2 separate regions of the Mus musculus genome follow, and region 1 is linked to region 2. A link is a contact called in public promoter capture Hi-C data. All regions are on one chromosome and are shown on one strand. The core of a region is the stretch at or near the end of the contact, and the rest is flanking DNA. Distances in the headings are between cores, read along the strand shown.

Region 1 (4,430 bases), core at 966-3,465, 1.5 Mb after region 2:
GGACAACAACGAGAGGCACCAAGTTGTGGCTCTAATTAGGGATCTGTAGTCCGGAGACTTCTTGAATTATACTGCAGGGTTCCCTCCACCATAGGAACTAAACCCAGGGCCTCAGTCCTCTCCCAGGACTTGAGTTCTCCTCCTGTGCCACAATCAAATTTTTGCTTCCTTCATATTTACAGACATAAATCCTTGAACCACTGTAACATATAATACACGTTTATTTCTTATTGTTTTTCTTAAAACAAAAGTGTTTTCAGCCGCCTAAGGCTGTCTTGGGTGTTGTAACATATCTTATTTGGAGGGACCCTTCCCCGCAAGGTCTGGCAGGCCAGTGTACCCAGGAAGCTTGCCTACCTTGCAAAGGGAGTCTTTCTGTTTCAAAATGGACCTTATCCCTCTCGGAAGTCCCTGGGGCTACTGCCATCTAGGTCTGATTTATTTCCCAGTCCCCATTTGGGGAGCGATGAACCTTTTTCCGTCCCGTCGAAGAGGATTTCATAAGACAGCTGAATGCCGCCTGAGTCATCCGTGGTAAAAGTCCACACGTACGTGTGTGTGTGTGTGTGTCAGGGCGCCAAGAGTAACTGTGTGTATGTGTGTGTTCTCTGGCTGCTGCTACACCGTAAAGAAAACGCAAAAAAAAAAAAAAAATACCCGGAAGTGGGAAAGGCCTCTTTGGAGCAGCGAGACGTGCAGAAGGTAAGCCGCAGGGTATGCAAAATTCCTTTACCTTTACAGATCGTAGGGGTGGGGGTGGGGCGCTCGGAAAAGTGCCTGGCCCTTTAAGGAGGAGGGCCAGACAGTAGACTCTGTACCTTTAAGAGCCTCTTTGTCTAGAAACCTTCTTCCGTACCTCAACCAAACTTTGCCGGTGACTCGCGCCGCGCCGCGCCGCGTCTTAGCCTCTCACACCGGCCCGCCACAGCCGCTGACCCGAAACTTGGTGCCCACGGCACAAACCTGCGTAAAGGGCGCGGGGCCCCAGGTCGCGGCCGGGAAGGTGCGCCGTTGGCGCATTGCGGGACCTGGGGGCGGGGCTCTGACAGGCGGGCCAATGGGCGATAAGGGGCGTGGTCCGCCTGCTCGTCTTGCGCCCGGGTGACAGCTCGCGCGTGCTGATGATGGCGGTAAATAGAGAGGGGAGGGAGCTGGGAAGGGGGCGGAGGGCCGGCGGAGCGGCCGAGGGGGCGGCCCGGGGGGCGTGAGGGGCCGCAGTGGCTGGGAGTTCGCGCAGATATTCGGAGGCGGGGACACGCGGCCCGGGCATGCCGGCCCTCCCCTTTTAAAGGAAAGGGAAAAAAAAAAAAATCCCCTCACACACCCGGTGAGGGGCGACAAAGGCGGCGTGCGCCTAGCGGGCGGGAGGAGCGGCGGCAGGGGGCGGGACCGCGACGCCGGCGGGCCCCGGGCGCCCGGGGCGGGGACGGCGGGCGGCGACAGCGAAGGCGCGAGTCCCGGCGCGCGGACGCTGCGTTTTGGCGGGGTGGGCGACGTCTGGGTTGTGAGGTGAAAGGTTTGAAGGGAGAGAGGGGAAGGCAGGCTGGGGCGGGGACGGAAGGGTTTGCTGAGTAGGAGATGAAGAGGATTAGGAGAGAAAGGGTTAGAAGCCGGAGAGTGGAGTGAGAAAGAAACCCAGGCTGGCCCCGGGATGAGGTTAGGAAGCCCGGGGCTGGGAAGAGGGATCCGGGGTCAGGGCTAGGAGCAGGGGTCTGGAAGAGGCAAGGCTTGGCAGGTGGGAGGTGTTGGGCCAGGGCCAGAAGAGTTGCAAGTGGAAGACAAGGAAGGAGCAGAGCCGGGGTAGTAGTTGGGAGTGGAGGAGAGTGATTAAGAGCCAGACGTGACAAGGGTGTGAACTAGTGCAGAGCTGGGGATGAGCTGAAGGGCTGGGAGCCGCTGGGGTGGGATCGACAAGGTGTGGGTCAGTAGCTGGTGAGGGGTGTAAATTCTGTAAAGTGAGGGAGACAGGAGACCTGGATCACAACCAGGTGGAATCAAGAATCGGACGTTAGTGGAAGGGCTAACGGGAAGCGAGCTGAGAGCTGGGCGTTAATAGGACAGTTCTGGGAGAAAAAGAAACAACGCTGAAAGGACGCTAGAAGCGGGGTGGAAGGAATGATGGTGAGCTGGGAAACTGGAGAATTGCTTGTCGAGGAGGTTCAGCAAGGTAAAGATAGTGGAGTCAAAAGATTGGCCGAAAGGCAACCCGAGGAGATGGGCCCTGGGAATTAAAGGATGGAATGGGGAGTGGGGAAAGAGAAAGGAGATTAAGGCAAGCTAGGGAAGTCCTGGTGGGTATAGAACTGGGGTGGGCTGCACAGGAGTGGGAAACGAATGTTTTGCCCTGAAGTGCCCCAGAAGGTCTGGAAGGGGCAGGGCACAAACGCTGTAGTGAAGGATCTGAAGTAGAGAGCCTTTGGTGCAGAAGATAAGGAACCATGGTGAGTGAAAGGGGACCTAGAAACAGGGGGAAAAGACTGAGAAGTGGGGGACCAGATGGGGGTGCAGCATAGGAGTTCTTTGTTAAGAGAAATGTGTATTGAATTTGTGAGTCCTTTTGTCCCTAATAGTAGGAAATTCCAGAAACCTTTTTCTCTCTTCAAGGAGTCTTGGATCCAGTTTCCATCTTTCGCCTGAAAATCCACTTTCATGTCCACTTTGAAAAGATGAGACCCATTTTTACTTGATTTTGTTCTTGTGGGATAGAAAAATTGGCAGCCTTGGGTGCTGAAAACCTCTTGGTTTCACTAATGTTGTGCTAAAGGGTAAATGAATTGTGTTTATTTACAATGTGCCTGTGGGATGTGGTAGTTGGGGTGGGTGGAGGAGCTGTTTTAGAGCTAACGACGCTGGCCAGGGCCAGGGCATCTCATTGAAGAGTACACCGTTGGGGAGAGAAAGACATGGTTCATTTGGTTTTTATTAATCAGACAGATTTCTGCCTAATTGTTTTCAGCAACTGAAGAATATGGAGAGAGAGAGAGAGAGAGAGAGAGAGAGAGAGAGAGAGAGAGAGAGAGAGAAAGAGAAATAACTAACCAGGGAAGTTTACTGAGCAGGAGTCTGAAGTCACTGCTCTAAGGGCGTTGAGTTCGTATGCTGCTTGCAGCTTTGTGTGGAACATTTTTCATGGGGTAATTTCTCCCCAGATCTTCAGACAGTGATGGAGAAAGGTTGACTGCAGAGCTGAGGAGAGTTTTAGAGCTGTGAACTCATCTTTTAGATTGCATAATGGCTTTATGAGTACCTTTTATGAAAAAACTTCTGTAAGATAAGATTGCAGTCCCTCTGCCTGTTGTATTGTATGATTGTGAATAGGAAGGGCATATTAATATTCTTTAGAACCCTTTGATTTGTAAGGCACATTTTTAATGAAAATAATTACATTTATTTGTATGTATGTGGAGCAGTTATGGAAGTCAGAGGACAACTTGTGGAAGTTGGCTCTTTCTTCGCATCATTTATGTACCGAGGATTGAACTCAGATAGTCAGGCTTGGCAGCAAGCTCTTTTACCCAATAAGCCATCTCTCTGGCACTATAAGACCATTTTGGAAATTAAAGGGAAGATGAGAATTTGGGGACAAATTTAAACTTATTCTTTATTGGTAGTGTGCTTTAGTGATTTTTCATTCTGAAGTGATTATATTTAATTAAGACAATTAATGAGTATTTTCTTCATATTTAATAATGTGAAAAGTAAAGTATAATTTCTTTTGGGGGGACAGGGGTACAAACTATTCTTGAATTGTTTTTAAATTTTATGTGTATGGGTGCTTTGCCTGCATGTATGTCTGTATACCACAGGCATGCCTGGTGTCTGCAGAGGGGCACTGCAGAAGCTGGAGTCAGATTCCCCAGGAACTAGAGTGACAGACGTTTGTGAGCTGTGTGGGGGTGCTAGGAATGTAGTGTGTGTCTTCTGAGAAGAGCAGCCAAGGGCTCTTACCAACTGAGCCATCTCTCCAGTCTTGTTCTCAAGGTTATTTCCTTGAGAACAACTACAACTACATTCAGATAAACAGTGCTACTGTTTCCCCTTGATGTCCTGAAGAGGTTGCAAGTGTTGCTGGCGGTGGAGCTTTTGTCTAGGGTGTGCAAGGTTGGTCCTCAGCACTGCAGGCAAGACCACCTCAACAGCCCCTAGTCTAGGGGCTGGGGGTGGAGCTCAGGTGGTAGAGGGCTTGCCTAACATTCATGAAGGCCTGGGTTTGGTTCCCAAGCACTGCATGGTGGTGCATGCCTGTTATCCTAGCACTCCCAAGGTAGAAAGGTCAGCCTTGCCCACATGAGTGAGTCTGAGGCCAACCTGGGTCACACGAGACTATGTCTGAAACAAACAAACAAACAAACAAACATAGGAGCCGCAAATACTCACCTCTGGGATTAGCGTCATCTCTAAAAAGAAAAGCCTAGCCTCCTTTTCCAGGG
Region 2 (4,296 bases), core at 1,302-3,801:
TGTGCATATCAAGCACGGAGGCTCTGGGTTCAGTTGTTAGTGTAAATAAAACAAAAAACAAACAAACAAAAAGATCAGAGCCAGGAAGATGGCTTAGTGGGTAAAGGCATTTGCTGCCAAGTCTGGTGACCTGAATTCAAGTCAGAATAAATTTCTGCAAGTTGCCCTCTGACCTCCACATGTACATCATAGTGTACACACATGCATATAGATTAAACATTTTATACACACACACACACACACACACACACACACATTTAAACTATGTGTATATCTGTAATTGGAATTGTGTGCCAAAGTGTGGTGTTCTCAGAGGGCAGAAGAGGGTGCCGGTTTCCCTGGAGCTGGAACTACAAGGAGTGATAAATCACCCTACATGGTGCTGGGACCTGAACTCTGATCCTCTGGAAGAGCAGCAAGAGCTCTTATCCACTGAACCATCTCTCTAGCTCCAAGAGTAAAACTTTTCAAAATCTCCTAAAAAAAAAAACATATATATATATATATATATATATATATATATATATATATATATAGTCATAATGAGGTTGGCTTAAGGGTGACAGGCAAGCAAGAAAGCAGAGGGGAAGGTTGCTCTAAGTCAGAGCACATGAAAGTGACATCACAAAATGCATATTCATACAAAGGTACTAGATGTAAAAGCAAGTGACTCACTACAAGCCAGGAAAAATATTTGCATGTGATGTGTATATAAGCACACACTATATACATCCTATAGGCAGCCACCTCGTAAACAACCTGTCTAGGAAACTGGCCACTTATACCACCTCCACTCCCCAGGACCCTGGTCTCCCAGCAGGCATCCTGTGGCCTCTCTCCTCTGCCAGCCCTCACTTCTCTCTGTAGGTAGGCCAGGCTGTTCAAGAATGGGTTATATCATGCCCCACCCTTTCTTAAAGGAAGGTATCCATTAAGGAGAATTGGCTGGGATGGAATTGTGTGTTAAAGGGTGACTGCTGGAAGATCCGTGGATATTTAAAAAATAGTTATCAGTTGAGTGCAGTGGTTTCTGGCTGGTGAGAGAACCCGGCCTGTTTGTGGTGATAATGTGTGGGTGGGGTGGGGATGTCTCTTCCTTTCTATTCCCATCCTTTGAGATGTCTCACTGAATTCTCTAGTCTCCATCTCTAAAAACTTTTTTTTCCTGGCAATCCTGGTCTTAAGCATACAGGATAGCATACAGAAAAGACACCTACTTTCCTTTACTGAAGACCCAGGTAAATGGCTGATCTGCAAGGCTTTTCAACTTTTGGTTCTTTTGGTATATAGCTGGTGTGGAAACTATCCAATGTGGACAGCGACTGCATGCTCAATAGACTCGTCTCCTTCGATGTGGAACTGTGCAGAAGTTATGGACTCAACCAGGTCTGAACTCCTTCAGAGTACACCAGAGGTAAGTGCTCCTACCGTACCGTGGAGAACTTTCAAACTCTGTTCTATTTCTTGGCTATGTGTGAACACCTGGTTGTTTGTGAAGAGAGGGGAATGGACGTACTGTGAGTCATGAGATAGCCACGGCGCTGGAATTTGAACCCTGGCGTCCTGACTCTGTGCCCAGCAATTCTGCTTCTCCATTCTGAGCCTTTGGTGCCCCGTATACTGGTTTATGTCGCTCTGAGAGTTCTGAAGGACAGGAGAGACAGCTTGGCTAGAAAGACAAATCAGCAATCCCCTGGCGTCCTAGGACAAGTTCTATTCCTGGCTACTTTCCCCGCCCCCTGGTGGTTGACGTAACTGGAACCCCAGCTCCGCCCCAAGTAGGGGCCAGGCCCCTCCTCCGGACAAGTTTTAAACCAAATTCTGTTTTCCGGGATTGGCTAAACTTCAAAACAAAGGGGAGGAGAGATACTTGCAGTAGGCACCCTCCAAACCTTAGGCAGCTGGCTGCTTTATGGGTCCTGGACACGTGTCTGGCCACTGCGGTGCCTGGGGCTGCTAAAACCAACCCCCGGATTGTGCCACCCAAGTAATAAAACAGTGACTATATTGCAAGGGTGGCATAATCATCGTCACAATAACAGCTCTAATTATGCTATAACTACCATCTGCCTCCGCCCTAGCTTTTGCCCTGACTCACTCGACAGCACTCCAGCCGTCAGGAAAGAAACTGAGGCAGAGGTGGAGCCAGCAGGCTGTCAGATCCAACCTCCCCGATTTTTAACTTGTTGTCTGGGGTCAGCGCCGAAAGGTCAAACCCAGTTCAATTCTGATATAAGCCCTTCACCTCCGGTTACTGTCCCTAATCTCAGGCCACAAAGCCTTCCTACTGCCCCTAGAAGAGAAGCCGCTGGCAGTACGGGAAACTGGGTGCCGACTACAACTCCCCTTAGTCTTTGCGCTCAAGGCGCGCTTGCTGCCCTCGCCCCCGAAGCCACCTGTGACTCTCGCATAGCGATGCCTCTTGGGAATTGTAGTTCGAACTCGCATTCTTTAGCACTAAATCTCATAGCTGCGGACTCAGTATCCCTTGATGCCCTGCGGCTTTTTCTGACGCGACTAGGAGGACAGGGAAGGCAGGGGCGTGGCCTACAGTGGGCCACACCCCGCTCTCCTCCGGCTGGCCCGACTCGGCGGTGGCAGTAGGGGCGGCGGCAGTGGCGGGGGGGAGGGGTCGGGCGGGGGGCTGGTGGCAGCGGCGGATGGACTCGCGGGTATCGGAGCTGTTCGGCGGCTGCTGCCGGCCCGGAGGAGGCCCGGCCATGGGTGGAAACCTCAAAGCTCGGGGGGCCGGCGGTAGCAGCAGTTGCGGGGGCCCAAAGGGGAAGAAGAAGAACGGAAGGAACAGAGGAGGTAAAGCCAACAACCCTCCGTACCTGCCCCCAGAGGTGAGCACCTGAAAAGTGGCGGAGCCATGGGGAACTACTCTTCCGGTCCCCGAGACTCCAAGGAGGCGGGAGAGAGAAAATCAATCCCCCTTTCCGGTGTCAAGACCCAAGGGAGGAAGGACCGGGGAAGAGAACCCCTCCTCCTGTTCCAAGACCCCTACAAAGCGGGATCGTCAAGACTGGACGATCCTTTTCAGTGTCAGGACCTCGGGAAGGGACTGCCCCTTTCACCTCCATAACCTTTGGATTAGTGGGAACCGGGGATCCTTTCCTCTTGAGAAGAGCAGAGGATGTCTGAACCCCTACTTACTCTGGGAGTGGGGAAGGAACACTGTACTGGGAAAAGAGGGCAGGCAGAGTAACCAACGTTTTTCTAAACTTAATCCACAGGGAGAAGGGGAGTAGCCGGGACAAGAGCAATGTGTTCCTTCCCTATTCTTCAGTACCCACACACATTAAACCAGAGAACAGTTAGACGTAGCCCTCTGCCCTTTCCTTGTCCTGTGGGGCTGTGGACACAGAGAAGAGTCCGCACGAACCCGCTCTGGGAGTCCTCAAGGCAGAGAAGACTACTTTCCTTCCTCTTAAAATAGGAGAACCCAGTCGGGAGCTAGTGGGCTCGCCTTTAAGTCCCATCACTCTGGAGAGATGGCTCAGCGATTAAGAGCACTGTCTGTTCTTCCAAAGGACCCCCAGTTCAGTTCCCAGCACCCACATAGCTGCTCACAACGGTCTGCAACTCCAGTTCCAGGAAGTCTGATGCCCTCACACACATACATGCAGACAGAACACCAATGCACGTAAAATAAAAATAATGTAAAAAAAAAAAAAATCCCATCACTTGGGAGTCAGAGGCAGGGGGATCTCTGAGTTCAAGGCCAGCCTGGTCTACAGAGCAAGTTACAGGATAGCCATGGCTCCACAAAGAAACCTTGTTTTGAAAAACAAAGATGGGAGAACCCAAGGTGGGAAGAGCTTCAATGGGTGATTATGACTTTTAAGTGTGCACCAGAGTGATTCAGGTTGCTGTTCCTGCTCATAGAATTCTGATTCAGTGGGTGAGAGACGGGCCTGATTGTTTGGCATTTCTTACAAGCTAATGTTGTGGTCTTAGCACCACAATGGTCTTTGAGAACCATTGGCCAAGATTATCTTTCTACCATCTTTATAGTCAGCTATCCTAATTATTCACCTTCAGCAGAAGAGTAGAAAGGTTTCTTTGTTGATGGGAAAAGAGCTCCTACGCATTCCATGGTGTGGTTGACAGTATGGATAAAGACACCTCTAAGGACTTTAAAGACAGCATGATGACCAAGAGGGAAAGAGAAAAATAAAATGGCCAGAGAGGAGGAGCGCAGAAATGCAGGCAGACCAGGCAGACGGTATATAAGTCAAGCTCATACATAACCTTTTGTCCAGGGGGTGGAGGGTGGAGGGTGGCGCGGGGCAG

The links. Promoter capture Hi-C pulls out the DNA fragments that hold promoters and counts their contacts.
Region 1: a contact with region 2 is called in a promoter capture Hi-C map of liver, with 4 times the contacts expected there. The contact joins the promoter of Usp49 here to the promoter of Gtpbp2 in region 2. A contact is called at or near these places in 2 of 39 promoter capture datasets (both in liver) and 1 of 115 datasets of contacts at active chromatin or transcription factors (astrocytes).

Annotation. Positions count from the first base shown.
Region 1 is chr17:47,628,475-47,632,904 of GRCm38.p6, forward strand. Usp49 (ubiquitin specific peptidase 49) reads left to right here and starts at 2,216. Exons shown (of 7, transcript NM_198421.2): 1 at 2,216-2,441. All of the region lies in intron 3 of Gm20517 (predicted gene 20517), which reads left to right.
Region 2 is chr17:46,158,481-46,162,776 of GRCm38.p6, forward strand. Gtpbp2 (GTP binding protein 2) reads left to right here and starts at 2,552. Exons shown (of 12, transcript NM_019581.3): 1 at 2,552-2,846. The coding sequence starts at 2,661.